2 separate regions of the Ovis canadensis genome follow, and region 2 is linked to region 1. A link is a contact called in public Hi-C data. All regions are on one chromosome and are shown on one strand. Each heading gives the region's core, a stretch centred on a gene start, on an enhancer-like site or on the middle of the called end of the contact. The rest is flanking DNA. Distances are from core to core; before and after follow the strand shown. Region 1 overlaps ST3GAL1 (ST3 beta-galactoside alpha-2,3-sialyltransferase 1). Region 2 overlaps ST3GAL1 (ST3 beta-galactoside alpha-2,3-sialyltransferase 1).

Region 1 (6,559 bases), core at 2,390-4,889:
CACCAACAAGTAAGAAAGTGTTCAGAAACCAACAGAGAGATGTTAAAAAGATGCTGCAGCCATCCCTCACTGGATACATTTGGGACAACTTTAAAATATCAAAAGAATGATATTTATAATGATGATGATAACAAAGGATTAAAATTTATTAAGTACAGTTAAAATCTGCCAGTTCATAACCTGCATAAAGAAGGAAAGGAAGGAGGAATGTTCTTTTCTATGCTGGAAAACCAACTAACAAATGAAAAATAAACAATGAGATGAGAAAAATCGCTATTTGGTAACCATGCTGATAATAAACTGACGCAGGCAAGAACCATCAATAGATGCTAAAGCTCACGTGGCAGGTTAAGGAGTAAAAGGATATTTACAGAGTCTTATAGACGCTCCCGGGAAGATACTTGATAATTACAAAAATGAAATGGTAACTTCACATGGAGACACCTCACAGAGGCCACCTCAACCAGGTGACAAATCAACGTCACCAGCTCTGAGATAGACCAACATCATCCTCCTAACAGGAGGCACTGAGGACCCAGCATCAGTTCCGTGAGATTCCTGGCAAGAGCCCACGGTCTCAATCGAATCACAAGGACACATCAGACAAACACAAACTGAGGGATATTCTGGAAAATAATTGGCTTGGATGTGTCAAAAAAGGTCAGTGTTGTGAAATACAAATCAATGTTAGCAGCAAATCAATGCTAAGCTTCTGACTCAGCTGTACGATGTTTATAATAACGCTGTGATTTCAGGAATATATAAAATGCTAACACTGGAGAAATCTGGGTAAAGGGTACCCATGATTTTCTGACTATTCTTGCAGCTTACCTGTAAATTTGCAATTATATAAAAATGAACTAACTGAAAAAAAAACCATTTTTAATTGAAAAGAATGCTCTGGGTTTAACTTTAATTTTCATTTATTAAAATTTCAATAGCCACAGATGGAGTGGATGTATGTGGACAGCTCAGTTCTAGACCAGGGACCAACACATTTTTTTTTTTTTTTTGTCTTAAGGACCGGTCTGTAAATATTTCAGCCTTTGGGGCCACACTTTCTCTGTCGCAATGGTTGCTGTGGTGTGACATACCACAGATAGCCCTGATGAATGAGCATGGCTGAGTGCCAATAAAACTTTATTTGTAAAACATGACCAGGAGGGACTTGTCCTGTGGGTCACAGGGTTTGCTGGCTGAGTGCTCACCCCAGGACACACCAGAGACTGTCACTGCAGCGCTTCTTTGGGATGACAGGCACTTATCATAGAAGGATCTCCCAGTTTTCAGGAAAGCACAAAGACCTCTAAAAAACAGAGAGGTTGCTTGATACTCTAAGAGGCTCACGTTTCTCCTTGAGGGAGAAAGCCCTCCCTCTTTATGGAATATCCAAGTTGCAAAGAGATCAAGAAACAGGCGCAATCTCCCCCACCTCCACCTTCTCCCCACAACCTGATGTAATCCACAGAAGAAACAGGAAAGAGTTTCTCACTGGTGTTAGTCAGTTATTACCTCAGTGGGCTGAGGGAGAGTCCATCTCTGCTCTTCAGACGACTGTCCTGGACACAAAGCTCAGAGTGTCTGCTCACCACAGCCACTGGAGATGCTAATCACTTCTACTGGCATTTCCACATCAGAAAGGTTGAATCTGAAACCAGTACCAGCTGGAAGTGAAGACGATAAAAGTTTGTCAGCTTTGACATTTCACTCACTGCCTTTTGGAGATGACTCAACATAATTAAAAGGCATTCACCCACTTCCCCATTCACCCAGCCAATGATTTATACATCAAATATTTTGTAGATAAACCCCTATTCTGCTCCATGCTCAGAGTCAAGTCCCAGAGACAGAAAGGTGAGTATAGTTCATACCCCTCCAGGAGCTCAGCCTGGCAGAGGAAACAAATAGACAGTCCTGGGCAGTATGATATGAGGGTGTGGATGGTATCTGGGGAAGAAACAGCCAACTCAGTCTGAAAGACAAATCTGAAGAGGAGATGGTATTTTTAGGTGTCCCTTGATCAGGGTACAAGCAAGATGCTGTTTGGCAAAAGAAAAGCCTTGGGGGAAAATGTCTTTCAGGACAAAGATAAAGAAATAGGTAGGATGTGAAGGCGAAAATTGTGAGATCAAAATTAGGATAAACCAGGCTGAGGCTGGACAGGAAAGGGCTGTCGAAGACCTCGTCTGAGAACAGGAACAGAGACCCTCAGTTGAGTCCTTTCTGTGTGCCGAGCACTGCAATGTGCAGACCATGGGTTTTCTTAGCTGACACTCTCTTGAAATCCAAGGTGCCCAGACTGATTATTCCCACAACACGGATGGGCAGCTGAAGCTTGGAGAGCTGCCATGAGTGGAGCTGCCCGGCATGACGAAAGCAGTCAGCGGCAGAGAGGAGAGTGTGACCGGACACACCCATCCTGTCTGCTTCCAAAGCCTTCATCTCAGCCACTGCGAGAGAGAGGATTTCGGTGAAGGTCCCCTATTACTCACATCACCTTGCAGCATCCCCTCTGTGGTGGGGCTTTGCACCTCTCTCACCGCAAAGTGAAAACCGTTTCTCCACTCTTGGAGTCTGAACTTGGCCATGTGGCTTGCTTTTGAACAATAAGCCAATGATAACAAACTTGACACAAAGAAAGGCTTAAGAATGGTTAAGTGGAGGACTTCCTCTCGCTTGCCGCTGGGAATCATTCTGCAGTCACAAGAGCACACCTGAGCTAGCCCCTGGAGGATGAAAACCAACCAACATGGGGAAAAGCTTCAGCCCTCCCAGCTGAGCCCCTAGGCTTGCAAGTGAGACTATTACAGGCAGTTGAGCACCAGCCAAGTCGACCAGTCCAAAAGAAACACCTAGTCTACATACCCACAGCATCAGGAAAAATAAGAAATGTTTATTGTTGAAGGTGCTAAGGTTCGAGACTGTTTGTTATGCAGAGAAACCTAGCTGATACAACCACCAAGTTATCCTCACACTGCTGGCAGTGAGACCACATGATTTTTATGTCAGAAAGAAAAGTCAGCCTGTGCTGTCCAGTTCAGCCTGACTGTCAAGAGACGATGAGGGCCAGGGATAAGGCTGGGCTGTGGGCAAGACGAGGAGAAGATTCAGGAACTATTTTACACAAGAAATCAACAGGATTTAGAGATCAACTGACTCCAGATTTGTCTACAGGCATCTGGTGTTGATGATAAACAGACTCTATTTGGAGGTCCCGATGTAGGCGGGATGTTTATACAGAAGAAACACAAAGTGGCCAGAGCAGCTAGGGGAAGTTCTGGGAATGAAACTTTTTTTCCAGCCCCAGTTTTCTGGAAGAATGAAGGCGGAGGCTCACTGCCCCCAGCCACCAGATGGTGTCTGCCACCTCCTCCAATGCCAGAGGGGTCCTTGTACACTGCAGCTCACACCTTCCTCCCTCCCATTAATGACTCACACCATCCCCACCCACACTCTGCTCACCCTTCGGGTCTCAGTGTCAGCGCACTTCGCAGGGACATCTCTTTCAACAGGACAGACAAAGCCAGGCACTGCCATGACACATTCCCAGATTTCCCTGCGCTCCTGCAGAGCATCGGTCACAGCCCAGTAATTCCACGAGGCAAGAGTGAGGCAACTGTCCTAGACGCCACTCTACAAGCCACCACCCAGCTCCCCCCCGCCGGGAGAAACTCAATTACTATCTCCTGAGTCAGAGAATGAGCAAAGCAATTCATGCACCACACTTCCAAGATGTTTGCTTTGACACCATGCTGTCCTTAATCTGAAATGGGCTAGGGAACCTTACAGGGACTCCATGGTTTCCTGTGCTGAGCTTCCCTGGTTCATTCTATTGTTTAACAAGAATTTACTAAGAGCAAGCCATCACCACAATTCTATCGCCCATTGTTCTCATGGGACTGAAGCCCTTAGGGGTGGTGGAAAGGACAGCACTTTACTGACTTTACCTATCACTAGATTTCCCCACGCCCACTGGACACTGTATGGGTAAAATGGGCACTTGCAGGGAGGGGGCACTCAGTAATGGCTATAGAATAAATGAGTGAGTGAGTATCACTATCCACAACAGCCAAGACATGGAAGCAACCTAACCATCCATCAACAGATGAATGGACAAAGAAGATGTTTTATATATATATAAAACAGAATATGTAGCTGTATATATATATATATATATATATATATATATATATATATATATATATATAAAACAGAATACTGCTCAGCCCTAAAGAAAAGAATGAAATAAAGCCATATCAACATAGCTGGACCTAGAGATTCTCATACCAAGTGAAAGTAAGTCAGACAGAGATAAATATCACATATTAGTTATATGTGGAATCTTAAAAAAAATGAACTTATTTACAAAACAGAAATAGACTAACAAACATAGAAAACAAATTTACGTTTACCAAAGGGGAAAGGGGGGACAGACAAATTAGGAGTTTGATATTAAAATATACACACTTCTGCATGTAAAATAGATAACCAACAAGGAGCTATTGTATAGCACAGGGAATGATACGCAATATCTCGGCAACTGCATTGGATTTCCAACCCCAACCAGCAAGCCTGCAACCATGAGGCCTTTAAAAACTGGATCTGTGCCCCCCAAGCATCACCCACCTTCCAGAGCCTGGGGTTCTCAGCTGCTCTACCAGGACCCAAGGCACTGATCACACAGAGAAGGAGAGGACCCCACTTCCTAACCTGCTGGCCCAGGAGCAGCAGCCTCATCAGCTACTTCGACTCTCCCTGATTTCTGATTTTAACTGATCTTTAACACCTCCTCTTGTTTTGAATAACTGTATGTATGCTTATTTTTGGCTTTGCTGAGTCTTCGTGGGTGCGCAGGGTTTTCTCTAGTCCTGGTGGGCGGGGGCTACTCCCGAGTTGCAGCGCACAAGCTTTTTGCGGCAGCGGCTTCTCCTGTTGCAGAGCGCGGGCTCTGGGGCTCACAGGCTTTAACTGCTGGGGCTCACGGGCTTAGCTGCTCTGTGGCATGTGGGATCTTCCCAGATCAGGGATTGAACCCGTGTCTCCTGCATTGGCAGGCGGATTCTTTACCACTGGGCTGCCAGGGAAGCCCTAAAAATCTCTTCTAAAATGCCACATCACAACTTTCTTCCCTATGCCCTCCTGCCCTGCATCTTCTTATATTCCTCCTGCTTTCCCAAGGCTTCCACTAACTCGATTCTTGAAAATGGTGAAATGTGTTCATACACAGGGACTACACAGGAAGACGGATCAGATGTAATCCTCATTTTTGGAAAGGGTGCAGAAACGCTCATGTGACTCTCCCAGGCACAAATGAAGAAACTGAGGCCTGGAGAGGTGGGCCCATGGATCACACGGCTGAGAACAGGGCTATGGGAACATGGGCCAAAGGCTTCTGATTCCAGGCTCAGGGTTTGCCCCCTCATTTCTCTCCATCCAACTGGCAGCAACCAGCTACCAACCGGGTCCTTAATGGTAAACTGCTGGACTTAAACCAGGAGACCTGAGGCAAGAAAAATGCCCACAAATTCCAGCTGGTGCACAGATTAGGACAAATTCCAGTCAAACGAATCAGCGAGTTCTCACTTCTCCTAATCTGGATTCATAAATCATACCTTCTTTGCCCCTGTTAGTGCATCTACCACCTGAAATTCCTTTCTTCTGTGCAATAGAATGCAATAAATCTTATAAGAGAGCGTGTTCTCCAATTCTGTTTCTTCTTAGGATAGAGCAGGGAACAGGATATGAAACTCTCCATCACACCTGGAGTATAGCAGTTTGCTTAATAAAGCATAGCCTTTCTCCTCGAAGTAAAAAAAAAAAAAAGATCATCTGAATAATTATTAACACTGGGCCTAGGTGAAAAAAATACTGCTGTGCTTTTAAATTACAGGAATCTTTTCTCAGAGGCCCATGGTCATATCATGTTCCAAAACAGTGTGGCTGGCTGCTAGGTATGCCAAGCAGAGGAGGCCAGCCACACAAAGTCTAGCTGTGTGAGTTTAGAAAAACAGCCTTTCTCTGAGTCACAGTTTACTTACTAGTAAAATGGAAACTGAACCTCCCTCAATGCTTCACAGGGCTGTGCTGCAAAGCAAGAGAATAAGAAACAATATGAATTTGCTTTAATAAAAATTATAAGGTAAGACTAGCAGTAGTGATAGTAGCAGGTACCATTTTTAACTGTTTGTGAAGATTTTGCCAAACTAAGCCCTTTGAACTCAAAAGTTCGGTGGCTCCTCATAATGGTCCTGTGATGTGTGCAGTATTATTATCTGCAGTCACTGTGTAGGTAAGTGGAGGCTTGCAGAGATGAAGTAACTTGCTCATGGTCATAGCAAAGAGTGGAGCCTGAATGATAAACTGATTTCTAGGTGGACTCCATTTAAGACCAGGACTAACACAGCTCCCTTCAATCAGCGCTTACTGAGCTTCTTCTATGCTGTGCAAGCACTCTGCTCTGCCCTGATGGGGACGGCAGTACACTTGGGGGCTCTCCCACTGTGGGGAAGAGGACTCGGGCAGACAGTAAGAACCACCTCACTCTGTACCCAGTGAGAGA
Region 2 (6,219 bases), core at 991-3,490, 47 kb before region 1:
TTTGCACAGAAGCGAGCAGCTTGGTTTGAGGGCACAGAGCAGTTCTCTTCCCTCCCTGAGTTTCAGGTTCCTCATTTGTAAAAAGTCCAACAGATTCCCTGGCTTGCCTTACTGGCAGGGTTATTGAAAAGACTGAGTGAAATCAGGCATGAAAGGACAAACTAGGGGAATGAGGAAAATGATGATTCCGACTCGCTTCATTAGCTGCTTCCATGCGTTGAGGGATGGGACAACCAGCCCTTCACTTCTTCCTGCTCTGCTGGCCAGGACCTCTGAGGATCTGCAGGGAGGAGGGTCCCAGAGCGATGCATGGGCGAGAGTGTAATGGGCATCTGTGGTCATTCACGGGGCCCTTCTCTCTTCAAAGGGTCAACTGTTGGAGCGTTAACCTGTGTGCAACGCGAGGGCTTTTAGGGTATCCTGATTCTTCCTGCTTGCACGGTCCCTGCCGGCTAGCATCTTCTGGGCTGGGGATTCTGTCTCTGCTCTCTCCTCTGCATCGTAGGGCTGGAAGGTTAGAGATGACACTTCCCAGCTTCCCCTGACCAGGGGGCTCTGCAATAATGGATAATCAGCATGGAGGTAGGCTTGTCCTCCTTCCTGTGGGGGCGGAAGCTGCTCTGTGGACCAACCTCTCTGTCTCCCTCCACCTTCCAGTTTGCAGGGCATCTCCACACTCTGAGCTGGCATCTTTTTTTTTTTTTTTTGAGAGTTACTTTTAAAATTTTATCTGATTTTTGGCCATGCTGGGTCTTCATTGCTGTGCTCCGGCTTTCTCTAGTTGTGGCGAGCAGGGGTTACGTTTTGTCATGGTGCACACATTTCCCCTTGTGTGGCTTCTCTTGTTGCAGAGCAGGGGCTCTAGGGAGCGGGCTCAGGAGTTCTGGTGCGTGGGCTTAGCTGCCCCTCGATATGTGGGATCCTCCTGGAGCAGGGACCGAACCCGTATTCCCTTCACTGGCAGGTGGATTCTTAACCACAGGACCACCAGGGAATCCCTGTGATGGCTTCTTGTGGCTTCCTGGCCTCTGGGCTCCAGCCTTCAGCATCAGGACTGATATACCTGAGGGCACGGCTCCCATCACCTTTCCAACGACTGTCTAAGCCCCAGATCCTCTGAACCAAATCCTTCTGAAGCTTCTGCCTCAGTGAAGTTTCATCATCACCTGGGATAAGGCGGTGCCCACCTCATGGGCTTCCCTTGTGGCTCAGCTGGTAGAGTCCGCCTGCAATGTGGGAGACCTGGGTTGGATCCCTGGGTTAAGAAGATCCCTTGGAAAAGGGAAAGGCTATCCACTCCAGTATTCTGGCCTGGGGAATCCCATGGACAGAGGAGCCTGGCGGGTTACAGGGTCCATGTGACCACGGGGTCACAGTCGGATGCGACTGAGCAACTTTCATTTCGCTTTACACTTCACACACGCCTCATGGGGCTGGGCTGAGAAAGGCTCCAATCAGTGCAGGCAGAGCTCAGGGGTCTGCGCCCAGCACACAGTGAGCACTCCTTGAATGCTGGGCTTGACTTCTGACATACTCCAGTGGCTTCTGGTTTCCCGCAAGGAGTGCCATCTAACACTCGCACCCGGCCCTCTCCTTTCTGCCCACTTCACTGAACAGACGTGGAGACTGAGCTTAGAAAGGGGAAGCGACGCATCCGACGACACACGGCAAAGTCCAGAGCCGAGAGGGGAGCAGGCGCCTGACTCTAAGACTGCCTGGGTCCTTAGAAGGAACCCGCTCTGTTCACGCAGCTGCCCTGGCGTGGCTGTTTCCACACCTGCCGGGGGCAGGAGGGTGGAGGGCGTCATGGGCTGGGATGGACAGGGAAAGGAGCCAGTAGGGGCTGAGGGGGCCGCATTAGGCACTGATTAATCCATCATCAGGGGACAGATGCTTATGGAGGCTGTCCCTTTGCAGACCCTGTTTACCCACAGTACTGGACAGTCACGGCTCTAGGGCTGGGTGCCAGCTCCATCTGTCAGAGGTGGGAACAGAGGCCCGCAGCTGTCAAGAGACAGAATCCTAAGGAGCTGGGGTACTGGGAGAGGGGGAGTGCAGCAGGTGGGGGCCCCGCCCTGAGTCCCCTGTGACGTCGGAGTTGAGGGAGACCGACAGTGACCACGCCACAGCGGTGACATGAGGATCTGCGTGCAGCCAGTTCGGGGCCTGGCAGAGGGCAGATGTGACCTCGCCTCTCCCAGCTTTTGCTTCCTCCCTGGTCAGCATCTCCCGGCCAGCCCCACCCTCTGAGTCACACACAAAGTTGGCAGCCAGGCTTGTGTGGCCCAGCCTGGACCTGGACTAGCTCTGTGTATGCCTCTCTCTCCCCTGGCTCAAGAAGGACCAGCATTTGGCTGCAGCCAGACCCAGATCGCTCCAGAACACATCATCAAGAGCCGCCCAGCTTGAGTGAGGTGAGGCCTGAGAGATGGCCTCAGGGAGAGGCAAACAGGCTGTGACGATAAGTAACACAGAAATCCTGCCTGACTTGCCCGCCTGCCAGCTGGCCATATAGAGTTCACACTTACGGCTGCAACATTGACCACAACTACATCATCAACTCCTGCCTGAGTCTCCAGGCTGTAGGTCTGCCACCAGATTTTGAATCTGCCAGCCCCGCGTTGCGTGTTGTTGTTGTTTTCCAGTCGCTAAGTCACGTCTGACTCTTTGCGACCCCACGGATTATAACCTGCCAGGCACCACTGTCCATGGGATTTCCCAGCAAGAATACTGGAGTGGGTTGCTACTTCCCTCTCCAGTGGATCTTCCCAACCCATGGATCAAACCCGCATCTCCTGCTTTGGCAGGCAGGTTCTTTACCACTGAGCCACCAGGGAACCCCATGCCCCCCGCCACTGCCCACTCACATGGCATGAGCCAATTCCTAAAATTTAATCTCTCAATATACACACACATCTATTGTATTGGATTTTTTCCTCTGGAGAACCATCTGTTACCCTTTGCTTCGTGTGATCGAAGAGAGAGCTGGGGATGAGTCGGGGGTCCCCTAAGAAAGTGGTAACGGCCAGAGGACCACAGGATGGGCCAGTAACTGGGCAGAGAGGACAGGGGCCTCCGGGCAAAGGAAGCTGCAGGTGCAAAGGCCTGTCAGGAAAGCAGGTGGGTTGGCAGGAACTGAGAGAGACAGTCAAGCTGAGCAGAAACCCAGAGAGGAAGATGCAAGATGGGGTAGGGGTGGGGGTGGGTCAGGCAAGGGCTGGAGCCACATACCAGGGGCCAGGGGAAGTCTCAGCAGGCTTTGCAGCAGAGGGGAGGTCAGGCTCTGGAGGGTCCCGACTTGCCAAAGTCTTCTGGGTTGGGGCGCCGCAGGGCACCTCCCACGTGCAGCACCGCCCCTGCCCGGCCGGCCCTAGGTTTCTGGAAGGGTCGAAGCTGTGTGGCCCGGCCTCCCGGGGGCTCGGGTGGTGAGCTGGGCACCTTGGCTTTCCTTTCCTCCACTCCTGGCACTCTGCTCTGTGCCCAGGGCTGCCCTGGGGCCTCCCCCGTGAGTTCCCATGCTGGTTGGCTCTGGGCCGTGCGGGCACAGACAGGAGACTGAAAGGAGGATGGGGGCTGAGGCCAGACGCTTACGGCTCTGGCCCCTCCCGACCCCCGTGGGGTAGCCAAGACCTGGCGGCCTCTGGCTCCTGTCAATGGCCCTCTTCATGCGATGGCTCTGTTTGTGGGTCTCAGTCCTCTTCAGCCCCAGGATGAGAAACACCCCATGGGTTTTCATCCCCAGGGGCCACACCACGCCCTTGAGAATCACGCTGGCATTCACCTGCCCTGGATGGCCCACTCTGAATGGACCCTGTACGTCCTGCAAAGATCATCCCCTGGAGGTGTGGTCCGCAGGAAGCCCCGCCCCCCTGGAGCCCCGCCCCTACCCTGTCTCTCCCCAGAGAAACAGCTGCTTCAAGAACAGCCGTGGCAGCTCGGAGGGCTTTTCAGGAAGTTGGCTCAGGCTCTTTCTGGAATCCTCCCAACGCTGCTCCCAACGTTGCCCGGGACTCACCCATCAAGAAGCCTCCCTGTCCTCCGGCCAATGAGACAGCCTTGGGCAGGGACAGCACTGGGGTGGGCGTCCCTGTGGGTGCCATGCAGGCTCCAGGCTCACCAGATTCCAGGTTCCACCAGGGGGCACCCTAACAAGCCCTGCCTCCAGGCTCCCGGGGTAACACCCACCAGCTTCTTCCCAACGCTGCCTCCTGCTGGATAACAGGTGAGTCACAGGCCCAGGCCCCTTTAACCCTTGACTGCTCTGGGTGGTGCCTGGGATTTGACCCCACCCACTCCCGAGGCCCTGTCTGTGAACGATTCACCGGCTGTCTCCCACTCGTCAACTCTCTGACTTCTGCTGGACTTAAATATCCAGGTATCAGACAGAATCCTCATTGTTTTTCTTGCGAACCAAGGCTTTTGAGCTGTGGTGTTAGAGAAGACTCAGTCCCTTAGACTGAAGGAAATCAAACCAGTCCATCCTAAAGGAAATCAACCCTGAATACTCATTGGAAGGACTGGTGCTGAAGCTGACGGTCCAGTACTTTTGCCACCTGATGCAAAAAAGCGGACTCATTGGAAGAGACCCCATGCTGGCAAAGATTGAAGGCAGGAGGAGAAGGGGTGACAGAGGATGAGATGGCTGGATGGCGTCACTGACTCAATGGGCAGGAGTTTGGGCAAGCTCTGGAGATGGGGAAGGACAGGGAAGCCTGGTGTGCTGCAGTCCATGGGGTCACAAAGAGTCGGACACGACTGAGCGACTGAACAACAACAAGGCTCATAGAACATCCCTAACCAGATCTGGTGGCCACGGGGAGTGACCTTCATCCTATCTCCCCGTCTATTCACGCAACCCACCCACCCAGCTGTGTCAATATCTGACGCTTTCTTTGCTGGACACCTGGCAAGGCACCTAGAGGCTCTCCAGGGTGGATACCCTTCAAAGACATGTGGCTTCTTAGGGACCAGCCTGGGTGTGAGCGAGACAGTCACAAGTTGTCTGCGGAAGGTAGTATTATCATCACCTCCTTGGTACAGGGCAGACCTACGGTCACATGACCATGGAGGAGCTCTTCAATGCCACCCTCCTGGCTTCTCACCTGGGCACGTGAGGACACCTGTAACACCTCACTGAGCACCACCACCTCTCTTCACTGGTAGATAGTGAAACCCGCCTGGGCAGCAGCCCATGAGGGGCCAGCATCACGAAGGAGGGAATCCCAAGGTCCCCAGGGATTTGGAAGTGGCAGGTTGGTAACAACCGAAGGGAGGAGGGACACAGCTTCTGTGGATGAGGTGGGCATGGAGCTGGACCTTGAACACAGCAGGGGCCCTGGGGCTGATGGAGGTGATCGGAGAAGTGGCGGAAACCAAGTGGCTTCCAAACAGTGAGTTGGTGGTGATGGGGGGCACAGTTCTGGAAAACGGGGTACCCTTAGGAGTGGCTGTGGTAGGCGGGGGCCCAGTGATGGAAGTCTTTAGGAATGCAGACTTTGGGATGAAGGCAATGGGGAGCCAGCGATGGTCTGTGAGCAGCAGAAGGCATCCACACAACCAGCACGTGGAGCCCGGACTGGACGGTGTGCACACCACGCCCCCTGGAGTCTGGAGAGCAGCCCTGCCTCCATCTTGGTGCGTTGGGAAGCCCGTTCTGGGGGGCTTCACTTTTCTCCATTCCTTCCTGCAATGACTTTGCCCATTTCCTGCACACCCAAGAAGTGCGGCAGGTCGAAGGAATCCTCTCTAGGACTTGTGAATTCTCCTCACCCTAGTACCTCTTGCTTGCTCCTGTGTTGGGGAGCTGGAGGACAAAGCAGAGGTTCCTGGACGCACCAGCTGGACTTCAGAGCAGGCAGTTTGGAGAAGCACCCGTGAGAAACACGATTAACCAGGATTAGGGTCATATGAGAAGGAGCTAGATCAATTTTCATGCTTTGAGCTGCACAAAAGGGAATTTAAATCCACAAATCTCCTTATGTGTGTAGACTGAGGGATGCTCAAATCGGAGTCCAAAGACATGCACACAATATCCAAAGTGTGTAACGTGGTCAGGAATCTCAGGAGTTGCCCTGTGTAAGCACCTCCAGGCAGACACCAGGTCCCAGAAGAAAGAGGGGTTTCCCTGATTTGGGTGGCGGAGAAGTCACGACAAAGGAAAGGCGATTCAGAAGGGTGAAGCCCCCACCACACCCTCATCTCGGGGGTCTGCCCTTGGTT

Evidence for each region. Hi-C and Micro-C count contacts between places; a contact is called where the count stands out from the background.
Region 2: a contact with region 1 is called in a Hi-C map of fibroblasts, with 3 times the contacts expected there. The contact joins two enhancer-like sites. A contact is called at or near these places in 2 of 2 Hi-C or Micro-C datasets (fibroblasts and lung).

Annotation. Positions count from the first base shown.
Region 1 is chr9:31,102,386-31,108,944 of ARS-UI_OviCan_v2, reverse strand. ST3GAL1 (ST3 beta-galactoside alpha-2,3-sialyltransferase 1) reads right to left here. Exons shown (of 8, transcript XM_069599820.1): 2 at 1,513-1,664. Among named protein-coding and RNA genes, the nearest start is that of ST3GAL1, 16 kb to the right of the region's middle. Within about 2 kb of position 3,639, the one cell type or tissue checked has open chromatin away from gene starts, as enhancers often do. A contact at or near this core is called in fibroblasts, where this site is marked.
Region 2 is chr9:31,147,837-31,154,055 of ARS-UI_OviCan_v2, reverse strand. All of the region lies in intron 2 of ST3GAL1 (ST3 beta-galactoside alpha-2,3-sialyltransferase 1), which reads right to left. Among named protein-coding and RNA genes, the nearest start is that of ST3GAL1, 61 kb to the right of the region's middle. Within about 2 kb of position 2,240, the one cell type or tissue checked has open chromatin away from gene starts, as enhancers often do. A contact at or near this core is called in fibroblasts, where this site is marked.